2 separate regions of the Mus musculus genome follow, and region 2 is linked to region 1. Evidence: chromatin contacts called from public Hi-C data. All regions are on one chromosome and are shown on one strand. The core of a region is the stretch at or near the end of the contact, and the rest is flanking DNA. Distances in the headings are between cores, read along the strand shown. Region 1 holds the start of Glud1 (glutamate dehydrogenase 1). Region 2 overlaps Ldb3 (LIM domain binding 3).

Region 1 (2,700 bases), core at 133-2,632:
AGTGGAGAGAAAATGAAAAACGTATTTTTCTTCCCTAAAAAAAGGCTGTAAGCCAATCTACACACATCCCAAAAGTTTAAACCACAGGATACCCTGGTAACTACCAAATCTAACTGATTCAACTCCCTAAGGACTCTACCTTTTGCCTAGGCTCAATTCTGGTACTAGCCAGGACAAGAACACACCCCCAGGGCTATTTCATTCTATTGGCTGGCAGGCAGTTCTGTAGTCTACACCCTTTAGATTTAATGTCAGGTCGCCCTGTTTGTCAGAGACCTTACTCTGCTCGATATTTTACATTTTCCAAGGGGAGAAAAGAGGCACAACACAAAAAGCCATCAGTGTAAAATTATAATAATTTAGAAGATTAGTAAGCTGCGCTGGTTAATCAAACTTTCAAGATTCCAACTCCAAAAAGAAGATAATTTTTCTCTGTTCTTGTATCGTCGGCTGCTGGCGTTAAGGGTTCACGGTCTATGACATGACAGGCACCGAGGCTAAAGAAAAGCTGTACAGTGTCCTCAGTGAAGTCAGCATCAACACAAGCAGAGGCTTGGGGTGAAGACTTGCCCAGTAAAAAGGCTGGCATATTACGTGGTAGTTTTAGGGCGGAAAAAAAAAATCAGTATCCTCTAAGGCTGCCACACCCGAGGCGGGGGAGCCCGAAGCGGGGCACGGCCTGCAGAACTGGGCTGGGCCGAGTAGCGGCCCGGGCTACGGGAGTCTGGAGGGGAGGGAGGACAGAAAGGGGCCGGAGGGCGCTCACCTCCCTTGCAGGGCGTGCGGTGCTGGCTGTGCTGGGCCCGGTAGCCTTCGATGACCTCCCAGGAGCCGTCGTCGCGCCGGATGGGGAAGGAGAGGCTCAACACATGGTTGCAGGGCTTGATGATCCTCAGGATGCCGCGCACCCGGTTCCGCTTCTGCTCCTCGCTCTCCCGGGTCTTCAGGTCTTCCACCAGCTTGTCCTCTACGATGCTGGCGCCGCGGTCGAAGAAGCCCTCCACCATCTTGAAGAAGTTGGGGTCGTCTTCGCGGTCGGCGGCCGCTTCGCTGTAGTGGCGCCGGGCGACCGGCGTGAGCCCGGGTTGCGGGGCGGCGGAGGGCTGTCCGCGGGCCCAGCCCAGCAGCGCGGCTGAGTCTGCAGCCGCAGAGCCCAGGGCAGCGGGCCCGGCGCGGGACAGCAGCAGCGCTTCGCCCAGACGGCGGTACATGGCGGCGGCGGCGGGCTGAGGCGAGTGCGGCGGGAGCTGTAAAGACCGGAGCTCGCAGGCCTGGACCGCGGGGAGGAAGGGCTGGGCGCGAGCTGCCCTTTTAAGCCGCGGCTTCCTGCTTGTCTGGCTGTCCCCTCCCCTGCGCCGCTTGTCGCCCCACCGGGAGGACGGACTTCGGCGGCCGCGCGCCGCCCAGGGCGCTGGGCCTCGCCTCCGCCGCGGCCTTGCCCGGCCTCCAGGCGGCGGCGCGTGCGGCTGCGGCGGCGGGGGGCGCGCCTTTGCAGATGGGCTTGGTGCGCATGCTCGCGGGCGGGGGCGGGGCTAGCGTGGACGCGCGCGGGCTGCGGCCCGGAGGCCTGGGCTCCTGAGAGCGGTCGGACGCGGCCGCGGCCCGGAAGGTCGGTCCCGTGTGCACGCGCGGCGGCCTGGGAGGTGGAAGCGGACTGCAGGGAGGCCTCGCTGGCTGGCCAGCAGCCCCGGCCGCATGAGTCACCAGGCCCCTCCTTTCCGCCTTGGGCCGGAACGGTGTGCGGATCCGCTGCGCGGCCGGCCGGAGAGTGACGCCGCGCCGAAGCCGAAGAGGCGCGGGGCAAATCCCGACTCATCCCGAATCCGACTGTTGAGGAACCGGGAAAGCAAGAAGCCTCAGGACAGGAGGGAGGCCCTGACCCCACAGGCCTTTACTTTGCACAAGGTTTTAATTTGTTGTAGGCAACTTCAGCGATTTTGAGGTAAAACAGTTATGCAAAGCATTGTTGACTCTTTCGCGTGCCACTTTATTTTACCTTTTTTTTTTTTTGAAAAGTCAGGGCCCCTGTAGCCCAGGCTTGCCCAGAACTCATGGGAACTTGCCTGCTTCTGCTCCCCCAGCCCACTCCCCTGAGTGCTAGGATTACAGGCTTGAGTCAGCACACCCGCACATAGTTGTAACTCCACCATTGACTGAGTGTGTGCCCCTCTTTTGGAATCACGTCCTAAAGTAAACTAGAAATATAATGTCTCAGTATATATATTTAATTTCTGCGACTCACTTTATGGATCAGGCTGGCCTTGTCTGAGTGCCTGAGTGCTTAGATTAAAGGAATGTGACATCCTGTGTGTGTGTGTGTGTGTATATACACACACACATATATATACACACATATATATACATATATATATACATACACATATTATTTAAATGGTCTAGGATCTGATTACTAAGTTATAATTTTCACAATGGTAGCCAGGCTTGAGTGCTACACTCTGGGAACCCCAGAACCTGAGAGGTGGGGGCAGGAGGATAGAGTTTGATTCCAGCCTGGGCAACATGAGATACTCATTTTTCTCAAACAAAGCTACAAGAAAATCCAGTTGAACACACACACACACACACACTAACATCCTTTAAGTCAAGCTACCTATCACGTGCCACATTACTAGTAAAATCACCCCAGAGTGCCTTGGCGATTTTGTAAACCCTTGGACTTTGTGACACTATTCATCTCTT
Region 2 (2,700 bases), core at 75-2,574, 260 kb before region 1:
CCAAGCCGCCTGCCCTTAGCTAACACCGATAGAGAGCCTTCCGGCCCCTAGGTGGATCTTCCATTCTAACCCCCAACTTTCAACAAGAACAGATGCCTTGTCATATGGCTTCCAGCAAGGTGATGGGCTCAGGGCCGAGAGGAGAGGACCTGTAGGATTTCTCTGACCACCCCGTCCCAACTACATCGTGCCCTCTCAACTCTCCCTGGCAGAGGCCTGGCACGTACACGCTCAATGCCACCACTGACAAGATGGCACAGGAAGTGTTTAGGGCCTGGCAGATTCCTAGGGACTTAACTGTCCACAAAGCTCTCGTGGCTTTTTTTTTTTTTTTCCTCTTCCTATGTTCGCTGTGAGTCCTCCTGACCAACTTTCTTCTCCCGCAGTGCAAGACCCTGATGAAGAGGCTCTGCGAAGGTCAAGGTAGGTGCCTAGTCTTGGGTTCCATGGCCTTGCCTTCTAACCCTGTCCCTCCCCGGGTACCCCCCAGGCCACATGACTCATGGAAAGAACTTTTCTTGTTCATGTATTTGAAAAGCTCAGCCCTTCAAGGGCTCTCCACGGACCCAGGCTAGGGTGGCTTTCCCAGGTCACCAAGGTAGAGACCGGAGTGAGGAGGATCCTGGCTCCCTTACTGGGCAGAGGCAGGGCTGCTTTGGCCTTCACTGGGCTTTGGAGAATAAGGACGTATTTCTTGGTGAGGGCAGTGGACCCATGCCTCGCCTGCACACTCAACTTTGGGCTTGTCCCCTAGTCAGGCTAAAGGCTTGGCACTGTGAGCAGGCACACAGGGGGCCACACTAGGCACGGATACTTCCAGACTCTCCTGCCCATATAGACACTGAAGCACCAGTTCTATAAATTGCTTGAAATATAACAGCAGCTGCAAGAATGTATGCGCCCTCGGCACAAGGAGGGGCTTGTATAGGCATCTCAGGGCACGGCCTCCTGGTCAGTGGCAAGTCTGGGGCGCCACCACTTGCCTACTGCCTGTGCCCTCTTAGGAGCTGTAGACCTGGGCATGAGTGGGGCATGGCTGTTTTGAAACCCACTGGAACCTGTGAGGGCCTTCCATGGTGAGGCATGGGGCCTGTGTGATTATCTGTCTACTTGCGGTAGTGAGTATGTCATCTGCATGTTCTTCTTGGACAGTCTGTCTGGGGCCAGTGAGTCCTGTGGTGGTCTCTCTGGGAGGGTCTGGGACTCAAAGGCATGTTCTCCCATGAGCCAAGCTTTCCGTACTTGCTAACGACACATGATGGCCACAGAACTCTAGGAGAGGCGAGTTCTCGGGCCAGCTGGGACTCCCTGTGCTTTGGATGGTTGTATCGTTGCCAACCCGAGCTGCTCCGACTTCTTGGCTGGGAGTGTGCTCCTCCCAGGCCTGCTAAGGGTGGCATGATGTCATCCCGGAAATGTGCTTAACCCCTCAGCTCCTGGAGCGCATCTCGAACAGAGCGCCAGAGATGCTCTCGCCGCATTTGGCGCAGACGTGGCGAGCCAGCTGCTCTATGTGGTTGAGTTCTCAGCTCCCTAGTCCTCCGGAGCTCTGCTGACCTTACATGCTATTTCTGTGTTTTTTTTTTCCCACCCTCTTCACTGAAACCACCCACATAGATGTCCCAGGAAGCAATGCAGACTTTCCCAAAGAGTCAACATAGGGGTCTTTATGCTGCTTCCCCAACACAGTAAATAGCTTATAGCCCAGGTTCTATCCACTGGGAAGTCAACTGCAGGCCTTCCCCCCCCCCCAACACCCATAAGACACACCATCCTTCCTCCTTCATGGCTTCTGCCACCTATTCTGGCCACGTTGTGTTCTCTTCCTGTCCCATGTGCACAGCAGTCATGCTAAGCTTATGCTCGTCGCCAGCTGGTTGTGCTTAGAAGGACGGAGTCCCAGTAGGAAAGCTAACCTGGTTCCTGTGTACCCTGGAACATTAGCAGGACCCACCATAGAGTTTTCTTGGGAGAAAATCTGGCAAACATTCCCAAGAAAAGGCTTCAGCCTGCTTTCTCCCTCAGCCCCAGGCCATTCCTCCCAGGATTCAGGTCCTTCAGTGAGGCCCCTGAGGTTCCAGCAAACCCTCCCCACAGGAGCAGAGGGAGCAAGGCTCCTGATTCTGTCTCTTTTTCGGACTTTAATTTGTTGAGGGTTGACAGAGCCTTCTCTGTCTCCAAATTCCGGTAGCCAGGGGTTCTGGGGCAGAGGCTGCGCATGCCCTAGTTCCATCATGCTTGGAACAAGTAGAGTCTGCAGCCACTTGGGCCCTAGGCTCACTCACTCGAGTGGCCGTGTGAGCAGAAGAAAGCATGTTTGTCCCTTGTGTGCCGCCTTCATATTGCTCAGGGGACTTGCTTCTGAGTGGTCAGAGTCACACCCTGACTCCAGAGTTAGAAGCTGACTCCCAGGGCCCTCTGATCCATCCTGTGGGTTGATGACAGCTACCACCCTGCTCGTCCCTCCTCCCACATTGGCCCCAAGTATTCTGGCTCCCTGGCAAGTCTGAAAGCCACAGCTGGAGGCTGGGACTTCCAAGCACCAGAGTCTAAGCAGAACCAGCAGGCCTCCTTCTTCTCTCTGCTCTTTCCCCCCCCCCCCCCCCCCCCCCGTTCATCCCTCATCCTCCTGTTCTTTGGCTAGCAAAGAATTTCCCAACAGTACTAAACAGAGTACATTCACTAGATTCACAGAGGTTC

What was found. A called contact is a pair of places that touch in the nucleus more often than the background predicts.
Region 2: a contact with region 1 is called in a Hi-C map of uterus. The contact joins the enhancer-like site here to the promoter of Glud1 in region 1. A contact is called at or near these places in 2 of 39 promoter capture datasets (frontonasal cranial neural crest and hippocampal neurons), 6 of 484 Hi-C or Micro-C datasets (muscle stem cells, rod photoreceptor, stem cell-derived neurons and 1 more), 14 of 115 datasets of contacts at active chromatin or transcription factors (craniofacial prominence, embryonic basal ganglia, embryonic fibroblasts and 11 more) and 1 of 9 other capture datasets (adipose tissue).

Annotation. Positions count from the first base shown.
Region 1 is chr14:34,309,409-34,312,108 of GRCm38.p6, reverse strand. Glud1 (glutamate dehydrogenase 1) reads right to left here and starts at 1,382. Exons shown (of 13, transcript NM_008133.4): 1 at 767-1,382. The coding sequence starts at 1,211. It overlaps Shld2 (shieldin complex subunit 2), which reads left to right and starts at 1,592. Exons shown (of 10, transcript NM_001360074.1): 1 at 1,592-1,942.
Region 2 is chr14:34,564,580-34,567,279 of GRCm38.p6, reverse strand. It overlaps Ldb3 (LIM domain binding 3), which reads left to right. Exons shown (of 15, transcript NM_001039074.2): 8 at 387-423. Among named protein-coding and RNA genes, the nearest start is that of Ldb3, 23 kb to the left of the region's middle. Within about 2 kb of position 1,324, at least 42 of the 459 cell types and tissues checked have an H3K27ac peak or open chromatin away from gene starts, as enhancers often do. A contact at or near this core is called in adipose tissue, muscle stem cells and uterus, where this site is marked.